Regions from separate parts of the Sus scrofa genome. Here all the other regions are linked to region 1. The links are chromatin contacts, called in public HiChIP or PLAC-seq maps. All regions are on one chromosome and are shown on one strand. The core of a region is the stretch at or near the end of the contact, and the rest is flanking DNA. Distances in the headings are between cores, read along the strand shown.

Region 1 (4,269 bases), core at 1,149-3,648:
TGGAGCAACCTCCCTGCCCCTGGCTGCAGTTTCCCTTGGCACTCACCTTCCTTCTGGCTTCCAGCAGCACCAATGCTCTGCTGCGTCAACAGGTTCTGGTTGTACAGAGTTGGGAGCGCCGCTGCAGCGTATTGCTGGATCCCCGAGTAGGCCTGTGTGAGAGCCTCCATGGTGCTCCCAGTGCCATTGGAAAGGCCACTGCTGCCCAGGCCACCATTTAAAGCGGCCATCCCTTGGGGTGCAGGGTGGGGGGAAAATACGGTTAACAGATTGGAAAGACTCAACTGATGCCAAAGTCCTCCCTTCCATCTCCTTCTTAGCTTCTCCCTGAGGAGGAATATCCAACTGAGTGGTCAGATTTCAGGACACCCACCAGGCCTTGTGGCTAGTGTGGGCATTTCAATGCCACAGCCATTATCTTCTTCCAACCTGCGCAAGAAGTGATACTATTTATTACACAGGACTTGCCCAATTTTCTCTTCGGCTTTGTCGTATTTTCTCACAAAGAGCTGGAATGTGGAAAATAAGTCCCAGAGTGGGGAATAAAAGGAGTGCATGGGGTCTATGACAAGATGTGGGCAAATCCGACCATCAAAATCACAGCTAACATTTATTGGGTATCTACTAAATGCCAGACACTGTACTAAATAATGTGGTCAGCACTTTACCTAGGGTCTCACCTAATTTCCTTTTTTCTTTGTCTTTTTAGGGCCACACCCAAGGCATATGGAGGTTCTCAGGCCAGGGGTCGAATTGGAGCTGTAGCCACTGGCCCACGCCACAGCCACAACACCACCAGATCTGAGTCACATCTGTGACTTACACCACAGCTCATTGCAACGCCGGATCTTTAATCCACTGCATCCTCATGGATACTAGTCAGATTCATTTCCACTGAGCCACGATGGGAACTCCTCACCTAATTTCTTAATAACCCTCAAAGTATTCTACTCTTACTCCACTGATGAGGAAATGATTTTAGAAGGGAGTCTTAAGTTACAGCTAGTTAAGGGGCAGAGATAGATAGGATTTAACTCAGGTCTGTCTCAAAATCCCATAACTTCACTTGGCCACCCCAATCATTCTTTTTTTTTCTCATTTAAAAATTTTTTTTATTAAGAGTCGATTTCACTCCAATCATTCTAACAGTGCCCCTACTTGGGTTGTTTAAAATGTGCTACCTGCACAAAAAGTAGCTTGATGACATCCAGGGACTGGCCCTCACCTGCCAAAGAGCTGACGTTGAGGCCTGCTGTTGCTCCAGCTAATGTCTGCAGGGCTCCAAGGGAGGCAATGGGGTTGACAGAGCTGCTGCTGCTGGAGCTTGGTGAGGACCCTGCTATCAGAAATCCATGAGTTAAACACAAACCAATACTTGCCTTCTCATATCGACAGGAAGCAAAATACAAGCATGATATCACATTCAAGTATTTGCTTTGTAAAGAGGTGTTCAGTTACTGATTTTTTTTTTTTTTTTTTTTTTGTCTTTTCGCTATTTCTTGGGCCGCTCCCGCAGCATATGGAGGTTCTCAGGCTAGGGGTTGAATCAGAACTGTGGCCGCTGGCCTATGCCAGAGCCACAGCAACACAGGATCCGAGCCGAGTCTGCAACCTACACCACAGCTCACGGCAACGCCGGATCATTAACCCACTGAGCAAGGGCAGGGATGGGACCCGCAACCTCATGGTTCCTAGTCGGGTTCGTTAACCACTGCGCCACGACGGGAACTCCAGTTACTGATTTTGACAACTGTCCCTGTAGGACAGAGAGGCAAGGGATGATTACAGCAAACTTAAAATGATGAAATTTCTAAGTCAGAAGATGACATTTGAAAGAAAATTTTATTTCTTAGGGCCATGCTTCGAAGCTCCCAGGCGAGGGGTTGAATGAACCAGAGCTGTGACTAAGGCCTATACCACAGCCAGAGCAATGCTGGATCCAAGCTGCATCCACCACCCACACCACAGCTTGTGGCAATGCCAGATTCGAAAGACAGTGAGTGAGGCCAGGGATCGAACCCAAATCCTCACAGAGACTGTTAGGTCCCTAACCCATTGAGCCACAACGGGAACTCCTGACATTTTATGGTTCATGATCTGACCCCTTTAGAAATGGGTGTTAGCAACTGTCCAGAATGATATACCCCTCTCTTGGGATTCTGCCCAAGGCAAACAAGGGAACATTGGCCCTACATGCTTACCTGAACTGGTGAGTACGCTGAGGGGACTGCTGGATGTAGTGAGAGCATTGGTACCACTTGGTGTGTTCTGAGCTGCACTAGCTGCTGCAGCTAGTGCAGCCAAATTCTGTAACTGCATTGCATTTAACCCTGAAACATCCAAAACAAGAGATCAGCCAGCAGATAGGGATGACTCACATCCACTCCAGCAATGACAGTGCACTCTGGCAAAAGGCTGGCCCCAAAGAGGAACTGTTCTGATAAGCCTTACAGGCAACCCTACAGGGCTCTAAAAAGAGTCAGATATCACTCAACTCATTATTAAACTTGACAACATTTCCTCAGATAAGAGACACCTAATCCAATAGTGTGCCAGCCCAAGTGAGCATTAATAAAGGGATGGACAACTGGGAAATCAGGTAAGAGGGCTGGATTCTGCGGTCCACCGTGGGGCCAGGTATCTAAGAGAAAAACAATATCCAACCCTTTGGCAGAGACCGAGTCTACATCTGAGCCCATCACTCATACTTTATAGGGGATTTGTTCTCTGCAAGTGGAGGTGAACAAGCAGAAAATGTAGTAGAGATCCAGAAAGCCACGGAGGAAAAACAGGGGAATACATGTGAAAACAGCAATAGGAAAAAGAATAAAGGGGAAAAAAACAAACAAACAAACAAAAAAAAACACCCCTTGAATAGCAGATTAATCACCAGGAGAAGAGAGAAAAGGAAAAGACTTCCAAGCAGAATCTAGGCAACACAGGTATAAGGAGAACAAGAAATGGGAACTACTCTGACATCCATTTACTAGATAATGAAAGGGCGGATGGTGGGGGTGGAAAATTAATGAGAAGGAAAAGGCTACAACACAGATTTATAATCTGACAATTTGCCAGAAACACAGCAAACTCTGAGTTCCTGGGATAAAATGAACGAAACCACCACCAAACTTTTTCAAAGGGGCACAATGCAGTTCGCCTCAGGCTGGCCCTTCCTCACAAACACTTGCTACCCTTCTCCCGCTGTAAGTGGCAGAGGCAGGAAGCTCTGAAATGGGCCCCCGCCCTACCCCCTCAACTTTTCTGACAGCCCCTGCCTCAGGCTTGTCCATGGAGCCTCCTTTTGTTATAAACTCAGGTGTTTCATCAATTAAGGTTTTCATGCATATTAATACCAACAAATGGTAATTCACCTAAGAAATAATATGTGTAAGACAATAAACTAACTGGGTTCTAGCACCTTCAGGGTAAGCCATATGCAAAGAAGCTGTCTTAGTCTCTTCCTCAGAGAGTCACTGAAGAAGTCACTTTATTATGGAAATGTCAGGGCTGCTGTAACTTTCTCTTGATCAAAATGGCTGCAGGTCCAAAGAGCTCTGCTCCTCCACCTTCCACCTCCTTAACAGAAACTTAAATGGGTGGGGGGCAGCAGACAACCTGAGAGCAATCTGGCATCAACAACCAAAAAAGCCACCTTCTAGACACAAGGTAGTTGAATCCTCAGATAGTCTTATGTCAAGTTTATGTAAAGAGTAGAAAAAAATTTTTTTTTCTTGCACAAACGGTACAGAACTCTGAGAATGCTGTTAGCTGGGTCTGCTGGCCAGGCTGCTGCTGCTCCTCTGTAGCAGTGAAACACTCACCTCCCATTGGGTGGAGGCTGCTCAGGGTGTTGAGGTTCCCAGAGGAGGCAGTCTGCTGAAGGAGCTGCAAATAAAGCTAGACATTACACCAAAAAACAGAACAAGAGTGAGAGTGAGGGCTGGTTCTGCATCTGGGATAACTCTACAGCACAGCAAAGCGAGAGTGCAGAGGCCCCCAGAGAGAAGAAAATTGAAGACAAGAACCCAAGCCAACACAATATAAACATGAGGCTTATGACTGCACAGGACAACACAATAAAGCTAAAGTTCTGGCCCAGAAGACAGTTATGTTCACTGAGTACTAAGCCAGGCTTGAGTCCCTGGTAACAGAATGCAGCACAGCAGAGGACAGAGGCAGAGCAGAGAACTAAGCTCCATTCAAGCAGCCATGCAGTCCACTGTGATGAGTGTCTGCATATGCATTTCTAGTTCCTAAATTCTCCCAAAT
Region 2 (4,269 bases), core at 1,072-3,571, 170 kb after region 1:
CATATCAGAGACGGACCCCTGTATGGGGACCAACATAATCAGATTGGACTTGAATGGGCTCATTTTGGCTGCTCTGCCAAAGAACAGTCAGCTGGGAGACCAGATTTAATTTAGGAGAACGATGATGCCCTGAACTAAGGGGTGAAGTTTATGGATTTACTTAGCAAGTAAAGTCGCTAGTACCTGACTGAATGTGGAGAAACAGGGTTACAAGCATGGCAATGATGGTGGGACTGTTTCCTGGGGGAAACAGCAATGGGAGGCTCTGGTTTCAGGAAAAGGTAACAGAGCATTTCCATTTTGGACACACTGCCTCTGAGGTGCAGAGGGAAATGAGGTGGACATGGAGGGAGACAGTGGATCTAGTGGTCTGGGATACAGGGGAGCCTGACCCAGGACAGGTGCCAAGGGTGGGTGGAACGCCCAGGGCATATTCAGAGAGTTAAGATAAGTGGTGCCTCAGAAGACAAGAGGCCGTATCACATTGTGAATTTTTTTTTTTTTTTTTTTTTTTTTAGGGCCCCACCTGTGGCATACAGACATTCTCAGGGTAGAGGTCTAATGGGAGCTGCAGCTGACAGCCTACATCTCAGCCATAGCAATGCTAGATTCGAGCTGTATCTGTGACCTACACCACAGCTCACAGCAACACTGGATTCTTTTTTTTTTTTTTTTTGTCTTTTTGGTCTGTTGTTGTTGTTGTTGTTGTTGCTATTTCTTGGGCCGCTCCCCGGCATATGGAGGTTCCCAGGCTAGGGGTCCAATCGGAACTGCTGTAGCCACCGGCCTACGCCAGAGCCACAGCAACGTGGGATCCGAGCCGCGTCTGCAACCTACACCACAGCTCACGGCAACGCCGGATCGTTAACCCACTGAGCAAGGGCAGGGACCGAACCCGCAACCTCATGGTTCCTAGTCGGATTCGTTAACCACTGCGCCACGACGGGAACTCCAACGCTGGATTCTTAACCCACCGAGTGAGGCCAGGGATCGAACCTGCATCCTCATGGGTGCTAGTCCGATTCATGTCTGCAGAGCCACGATGGGAACTCCTATATTGTGATACTTTAACATTTTATTTAGTTCAAGTATAGTTGGTTTACAATGTTGGTGGTTCTGTGCATAGCAAAGTGATTCAGTTATACATATCTATACATATTCTTTTCCATTATGGTTTATTACAAGGACATAGTGCCCTGGGCTATATAGTAAGTCTTTATCGGTTATCTATTTTATGTATAGCAGTTTGTATCTACTAATATCAAACTCCTATTTCATCCCTCCCCAACCCCTTTCCCCTTGGGTAACCATAAGTTTGTTTTCTATGTTTGTAAGTCTGTTTCTGTTTCATAAATAAGTTTGTGTCATACTTTAATTTTTTATGGCCACATATAGACCCAGGCTAGGGCTCAAATCAGAGCTGCAGTTGTGCCACAGCCATGGCAACAATGGATCTGAACAGCATCTACAAACTACACTGAAGCTTGTAGCAATGCTGGATCCTTAGTTGATTTCATTAACCGATGAGCCACAAAGGGAATTCTTGTTTGCAGTTTTCTCCCTACCCCTACGTGACCAGAGCCTAGCTGCTTTTATTTATTTATTTATTTATTTATTTATTTATTTATTTATTTATTTTGCTTGTTAGGGACACACATGTGGCACATGGAAGTTCCCAGGCTAGTGGTAGAATTGGAGCTACGCTGCCAGCCTACACCACAACCACAGCAACACAGGATTCAAGCCACGTCTGTGACCTACACCACAGCTCACAGCAACACCAGATCCTTAACCCACTGAGCAATGCCAGGGCTTGAACCCTCATCCTCATGGATACTACTTGGGTTCTTTACCACTGAGCCCCAAAGTGAACTCCCAGAGCCTAGCTTCTTCTTCTTTTTTTCTTTTTTTTTTGTCCTCCCTGACCCCAGAGCCTAGCTTCTTAACCACTGCTTCCTAGTGAGACTGCTTGCTGGAAGAGAGTAGCAGGGAGTGAGTAGGGGATTTGAGGAAAGGGAGGTGTAAATAGCCATGGAGGAAGGGTGAGAGAAATTCAGTTTCAGAAGCAGAAGATAGATTTCCAAGGCTAGAGGAGACACGTGGGCACTGGTCTGATTCACTCAATGACATGTTTTCCTGCAGCCATCTCAGCAGCCTGGGTGTAGCATAGAGAAGACAGATGGTTGGGTTGGCTGGAAGGATCCAAAGTTGGGGAACTACCAGGTGGATGTGGCAGAAGGACAGAGGGTGAGGAGTCGGGGGGTGGGGTGGGGGATGCTGGCAAGAAAGAGGTTGATGTAATGCACCCTGGAGTCTGGGCTGAATGGGGGAGGAAGTGAAGCCGAGGGAGGGAGAGAGAGGAGTCGCTGGAGTTTGAGCTCAGCTGAGAAGGGGTTTACTAAAGTGATTTTTGGTCACTGAATCCAACCAATTCCGGGAGCTACAGGGAGCGATAACTTGCCAAGTTTGGAGGGAGCAAGATGGGGGTGGGGGTCTGTACTTAGAGCAAACAAAGTGTCTCTGTTTCCCCAAGGACCAGAGGCTGAGAGAAGACTCAGCTGGCCTGGGCCAAACAGGGAAGTTGTTTAAGGCACATTATTGCAATCTGTGATCAACAGCTGGAAGATGTGTTCAAACAAATGTGATGTGGTGAAAATGAAGGGACCTTAGAGATCATTTCAGTGGCAGTCACTTTACTTTTAAGGTCAGGGAACAAAGGTCCAGAGCTGTTAAGCAACTGCACCCCTCACCCCTGAGCCTGGGTGGGATTCAAACCCAGGTATTTTAATTTTTGGCTGGTAGCTTTCTTTAACTCAGGACAAAGATCTACAGCTACAGCAGCATGTCTTACTGACGGGTTTGTTTTGGTTCACTAGTCTGTTCTCCACCTGGGCTTTAAGCACAGGGGCAGGCCTCCTGAATCTGAGCTGCAGCTGCGGCAACGGCAGAGCCTTTAACCCACTACACTGGGTTAGGCTGGGGAATCTAACAGGAGCCACATCAGTGACCAGAAAAACTGTAGTCAGATTCTTTTTTTTTTTTTTTTAGGGCCACATTTGCGGCATATGGAGGTTCCCAGGCTAGGGGTCCAATCGGAGCTACAGCTGCCAGCCTATGCCACAGCCACATCAGCACAGGATCCAAGCCAAGTCTGTGACCTACACCACAGCTCATGGCAACGCCGGATCCTTAACGCCGGAGTGAGGACAGGGATTGAACCCGCCTCCTCATGGTGCCTAGTCAGATTCATTGCCTCTGCGCCACGATGGGAATTCCCCTGTAGTCGGATTCTTAACCTTGAGTGCATTCTTTTTTTTTTTTTTTTTTGTCCTTTTAGGGCCACACCCTCGGCCTATGGAGGTTCCCAGGCTAGGGGTCCAGGCGGAGCTGTAGCCACCAGCCTATGCCACAGCCACAGCAACACCAGATCCGAGCCACATCTGCGATCTACACCACAGTTCGTGGCAACGCCAGATCCTTAACCCACTGAGCAAGGCCAGGGATCAAATCTGAAACCTCATGGTTCATAGTCAGATTCGTTAACCACTGAGCCACGACAGGAACTCTCATGCGTCATTTTTAAAATGCAAGAATTTTGTAGATCTTGCATTTTAAAAATGGTACCCAACCATTATGCAACTACCATCACTGGTTTAGCTGTGTTGTCACCAAATTCCATCCCAGCTATTGGCAAAAATCCCACACAAAAGGCTCTGCTTTGCAGAAACAGAACTGCCAACTTCTGGTTTTCCAGACTATTCTCAGACCTAGTTCTAATTTAATTACCTAGAATAGCGAAGATGTTTCCAAAGCACAGAGGCTTGTCACCTTCTGTACAGGATGCCTTTGAAGCTACTAAGCCGACTCTGTTCTTTTATAAAAGACAAACGGTATGGCCTGGCTGGGTCTAGTTGAACTACATCCCACCAGTGACATTTCCGTCCATTTCTCAGTGGAATATTCCTGGGGAGGATGAGCATCTCTGAATGCTTGCTGAGGTCCAACAAATGTATCCCCCTTTCCTTACCTTAATGCCACCTGATGAACTAAAAAGAAGCTTGGAATGTATTTTCCCTTTTAAATGGGCTCCATGTGGTCATGTGGTCTACGAGAAACAAGCTTTCTTGTGAAATTGAGTTCAGGAAGGTATCATCATTTTAATTAGTACATTAATAGACAAAGCTGTAGTGACAAAGTATACACCGCATGTCCAGAGTAATGCTTTCTTAGTTAGGGTCAAAAGAAAGGAAGATCCCTAAAAATAGAAAG
Region 3 (4,269 bases), core at 516-3,015, 130 kb after region 1:
GATTCATTTCTGCTGAGCCATGATGGGAACTCCTCTAATTCTCAAATAACCATGACAGCTACCACATACCAAATATTTACTGTGACACTGTACTCAGTTTAATGTGCCAATAAAAGAATTATCTTCCTGAGGCTTAATATGATCAAATAACTAGTCTGAGGTCACACGGCTAAGTGACAGAGCTGGAAGTTGCTCCCATTCCACCATCCTGCCTCCCAGTACCCTAGCCTTAAAAAAAAAAAACTGCTCAAGGCCACTCCTTCATGAAGTCTCCCCTGAGTTCCCCCAACCTGATGTGAGCTTTTCCTCTTGTGGATGCCAGGGATGTGGTTTCAACCTCTCCTGGCACACCCTGCCTGTCCAAGAGCCATCACAGCAAGTGTTCAGGAGACGCAGCGAGGATGCTTTCATGCACCAGGCTTTTTGCTGTTTTACATGCTTCTCAATTTACTCCTCTCCAAATTCCTAGCTTTTACCTTCTCATCAGACCGCATCTCCTTCCCCAGAGCACAGGAATGCCACAGGGGCCAGGGAGAGAGTTCTTGCACCCTCACCGCCTGGAGCACAGGGCTCTGCACACTTAGTAACTGAGGGCTGTACTTACAGACTCTAAATGTGGGCCCCTCAGGGGAGGAAGGGCCTGAGATGCTGAGTTCCAGGGTGAGGTGAGCAGTCCCAAGCAAGCTGCGGCTCTGTTCTGTTTTCACTCTCCTTTTCTGTTTCCAGCCAAAGGACATTCTCAACAATCTTGGTGATGCCAGGAGGCCCAGACGGGATGGAAAACCAGTAGGCACACTTCTGCTTCTTGTCCTTATCTCCCCTCTGGCTCTTCATGCGACTCCATTTGGAAATAAACTGCAAAACCTAATAGATTTTCCATGGAAATGTGGCACATACCAGGGAACAGTCCATTCTCCTGGCTGCCTTAGTGAGGCCAAAATCGGTGCTAGAGAAGGTTCTCTCAGCCACGGTGTCATCCTGGAGACTTTGAGGGGGTGGGGGTGGGCAGGGTTTCTTTCATTATCTGCTCTCCCTCTCAGCAAGTTGGTGTGTCTTGAATAGCTCCTCCAGGTCACAGCTTTGTTCCCTCCCCGCTTTTCCTTGACACTCTCCAAAGCACTGTTCTCCAGCCATATTTTGGTGTTTGGAACTAATAACTATGTATCTGAAAACACTCTTTTTCTGGGTGGCAGTAAGTTGATTCCAGAACAATTGTGGTGCTTTTCTGTTTTGGTTTGTTTGTGTTTGAGAGGGCCTAAAAAGCTCCTGGGCCTTGGATTTTTTTCTTTCTTTTTCTTTTTAGGGCCACACCTGAGGCATATGGAGGTTCCCAGGCTAGGGGTCCAGTCGGAGCTACAGCTGCCGGCCTATGCCACAGCCACAGCCACATCAGATCTGAGCCACATCTATGACCTATGCCACACAGCTCACAGCAACACCAGATCCTTAACCCACTAAGCAAGGCCAGGGATTGAACCCGCAACCTCACAGTTCCTAATCAGATTCATTTCCACTGTGCCACGATGGGAAATCCTGAGGCCAGGGATTGAACCTGCACCTCAGCAGCGACCTGAGCTGCAGCAGTGACAATGGTGGATCCTTAACCTAATGCGCCACAAGGGAATTTCAGAATAACTGTGGTTTTAATACAAAATCTGCCCGATTGGTCCCAGACAGGAGATTTGGGGCCTGGACTGCAGAGGAACCCTTTTAGGAGAGCATGACAAATGGGTATTTCAACATTTTGTCTCAGGGCCATGGAATCATGGCAGCGTTAGACCCGCCTCCCCACCAAAGCTTGGGGAAGCAGCACACAGACGAAGAGGCTGAGTCATATGGACAAAGCTGGCTGTAAGGGAAACACTTTCAGTTGCTTTAGAAATCAATTTGTTACCATCTAAGATGTTCTCCAGAAAAGTTGTTTTTTGATTGATGGCAAAAAACCCCCTTCCATTTGCAACTTTTTCCTTCTAAGACAAAAATCAGAGGCCAAGATCCTGACTCTCTCAAGTCTGAAGACTTAAGATGAAGGATTAATAGAGGTGGAAAAAGTTAAATGAGAGTTTACATGTGACATCCTTAAAGAAGCCTTAAAAAAAAAAAAAAAAAAAAAAAGTCTCTCCAGAGGAGATAAAATACACATCTTTATATTTAAAAAATAAACCAAAAGGACTTCCCTTGTGGCACAAGAGATTAAGGATCTGGCCTTGTAGCAGTGTGGGTTGCTGCTGTGGCACAGGTTCCATCCCTGCCCCTGGGAACTTCCATATGCCACAGGTAGAGCCAAAACCAAAAAAACCCCTCCCAACCAAAATCCCAAAGATAGAGTATTCTGGCACTTAGGGAGGCAGCCTGAATGAACCTGTTCAACATGCAAGGCTTTTCTAGAAGAATCCACAGAGAAGCTGACATGTACATCACTGTCAAATGTTATCCTTCAAATGTAGCACAGGTTCCAATGCATTGGACTGATGGCACTCCTGGGAATAAATCCTTTGCTTTCCACATCTGCATAAACCATAATAGTCCAGAAAAGTAAGAGTGATCATTTCTTTTCAGTTGCTTTACTTATTTTTCATTCTGAAGAGGCAAAAACTATGTCTTTCCTGATTTAAGACGATTCTACTCTATTGTGAGGGAGGTTAGTTCTTTAGTTTACTGATTTGATTAGAACACACAGCATTGCTCCTGAGATAGACCAATCACTTATCATTTGGTTCACTGGCTACTTCTTTCTCAGCATTTCATTGCTTCTATGAAGCAGTAAACATGTCTTGGAATTCAAGTCAGGTTTGAATCCTGCTCTGAAACTCACTAGCTCTGTAATTTTGAATGAGTTACTTACTCTGAGTCTCATTTTATTTTTCAAGTAGGACTACTCACTCTACCAAAGACTGTGAGAATTAGCACTTACACCTCAGGCCTGGTAGTCATTACTCACCATTATTCTCTCTTCTGGCTTCCTCACCTGCCATAACACCTTAAACTGACCAACTTTATGTACTGCTACTTCCCCAGCTACAGTTTTTCTATACAGCCCATGAGGCTAATGTTTTAGGGGTCTGTTTTTTTTTTTTTTTTGTCTTTTTGCCATTTCTTGGGCTGCTCCTGCGGCATATGGAGGTTCCCAGGCTAGGGGTCTAATCGGAGCTGCAGCCACCAGCCTACGCCAGAGTCGCAGCAACGCAGGATCCGAGCCACGTCTGCAACCTACACCACAGCTCACGGCAACGCCGGATCGTTAACCCACTGAGCAAGGCAGGGATCAAACCTGCAACCTCATGGTTCCTAGTCGGATTCGTTAACCACTGCACCACAACTCCCAGGGGCCTGTTTTTTTGGTCTCTTTAGGGCTGCACCCGAGGCATATGGAGAGTCCCAGGCTAAGGGTCAAATCGGAGCTGCAGCTGCCAGCCTACACCAGAGCCATAGCAACGCTGGATCTGAGCCACTTCTGTGACCTGCACCACGGCTCACGGCAACCTCAGATCCTAAATCCACTGAGCGAGGCCAGGGATCAACTGTGTCCTCATGGATACTAGTCGGGTTCATTAACCGCTGAGCCACAAATGGAACTCTTTAGGGGGCCTGTTTTAAAGGGCTAAATATAGTAATTTTTTTCCCACAGACACCAGAGAGAAGTAATGCCACTGTGTAGGCCTTGAACTCGGTGCTGGATGTAGTCCCCCACCCCCTTTTACTTTTTGCTTTAGGGCCACACTTGAGGCACATGGAAGTTCCCAGGCTAGGGGTCACATCAGAGCTACAGCTGCTGGCCTAGGCCATGGCCAAAGCAACTTGGGATCCAAGCCACGTCTGCAACTCACAGTAACGCCGGACCCTCAACCCACTAAGTGAGGCCAGGGATCAAACCTGCATCCTCATGGATACTAGTCAGATTCATTTCCGCTGCACCAATACGGGAAGCCCTTGTAGTTTCCCTTTTCAGTTTAGTGCGCAGTATTATTAGCAGCCTTGGGGGAGGAAGAGTTTGAAAGCAAAGATCTCATCAGGTTGGGAGGACTATGAGACTTCACTAAAAGATGGCACTAGAACTGAATTTTACTGTACAGGAAAACTTCAATGGGAAGAGGGGAGGGAGGATATTTCTAAAGTAGGAGATCACTGCAAGGCGAGGGTATGTTTAGGTAACAGTAAGAAGCTGGGAAATAGGACTCTGTTTAAAGTTTCCTTTATCCTATGGTTGCTTACCTACTCTGGCACTTCTACAAGTACCCCAAAATTCCAGAACACCCCCCCACATTCCTT

Evidence for each region. HiChIP or PLAC-seq counts read pairs in DNA pulled down with a chosen protein or histone mark.
Region 2: a contact with region 1 is called in an H3K27ac HiChIP or PLAC-seq map of alveolar macrophages. The contact joins two enhancer-like sites. A contact is called at or near these places in 1 of 5 promoter capture datasets (fetal liver) and 1 of 2 datasets of contacts at active chromatin or transcription factors (alveolar macrophages).
Region 3: a contact with region 1 is called in an H3K27ac HiChIP or PLAC-seq map of alveolar macrophages. The contact joins two enhancer-like sites. A contact is called at or near these places in 1 of 5 promoter capture datasets (liver), 8 of 47 Hi-C or Micro-C datasets (embryonic fibroblasts, epiblast stem cells, fetal skeletal muscle and 3 more) and 1 of 2 datasets of contacts at active chromatin or transcription factors (alveolar macrophages).

Annotation. Positions count from the first base shown.
Region 1 is chr2:15,141,085-15,145,353 of Sscrofa11.1, reverse strand. CELF1 (CUGBP Elav-like family member 1) reads right to left here. Exons shown (of 16, transcript XM_021083082.1): 10 at 3,822-3,897; 11 at 2,202-2,330; 12 at 1,226-1,339; 13 at 47-232. Among named protein-coding and RNA genes, the nearest start is that of RAPSN, 24 kb to the left of the region's middle. Within about 2 kb of position 2,398, at least 5 of the 83 cell types and tissues checked have an H3K27ac peak or open chromatin away from gene starts, as enhancers often do. A contact at or near this core is called in alveolar macrophages, where this site is marked.
Region 2 is chr2:14,973,268-14,977,536 of Sscrofa11.1, reverse strand. No RefSeq gene overlaps it. Among named protein-coding and RNA genes, the nearest start is that of MTCH2, 7.6 kb to the left of the region's middle. Within about 2 kb of position 2,321, at least 16 of the 83 cell types and tissues checked have an H3K27ac peak or open chromatin away from gene starts, as enhancers often do. A contact at or near this core is called in alveolar macrophages, where this site is marked.
Region 3 is chr2:15,005,702-15,009,970 of Sscrofa11.1, reverse strand. No RefSeq gene overlaps it. Among named protein-coding and RNA genes, the nearest start is that of C1QTNF4, 12 kb to the left of the region's middle. Within about 2 kb of position 1,765, at least 7 of the 83 cell types and tissues checked have an H3K27ac peak or open chromatin away from gene starts, as enhancers often do. A contact at or near this core is called in alveolar macrophages, where this site is marked.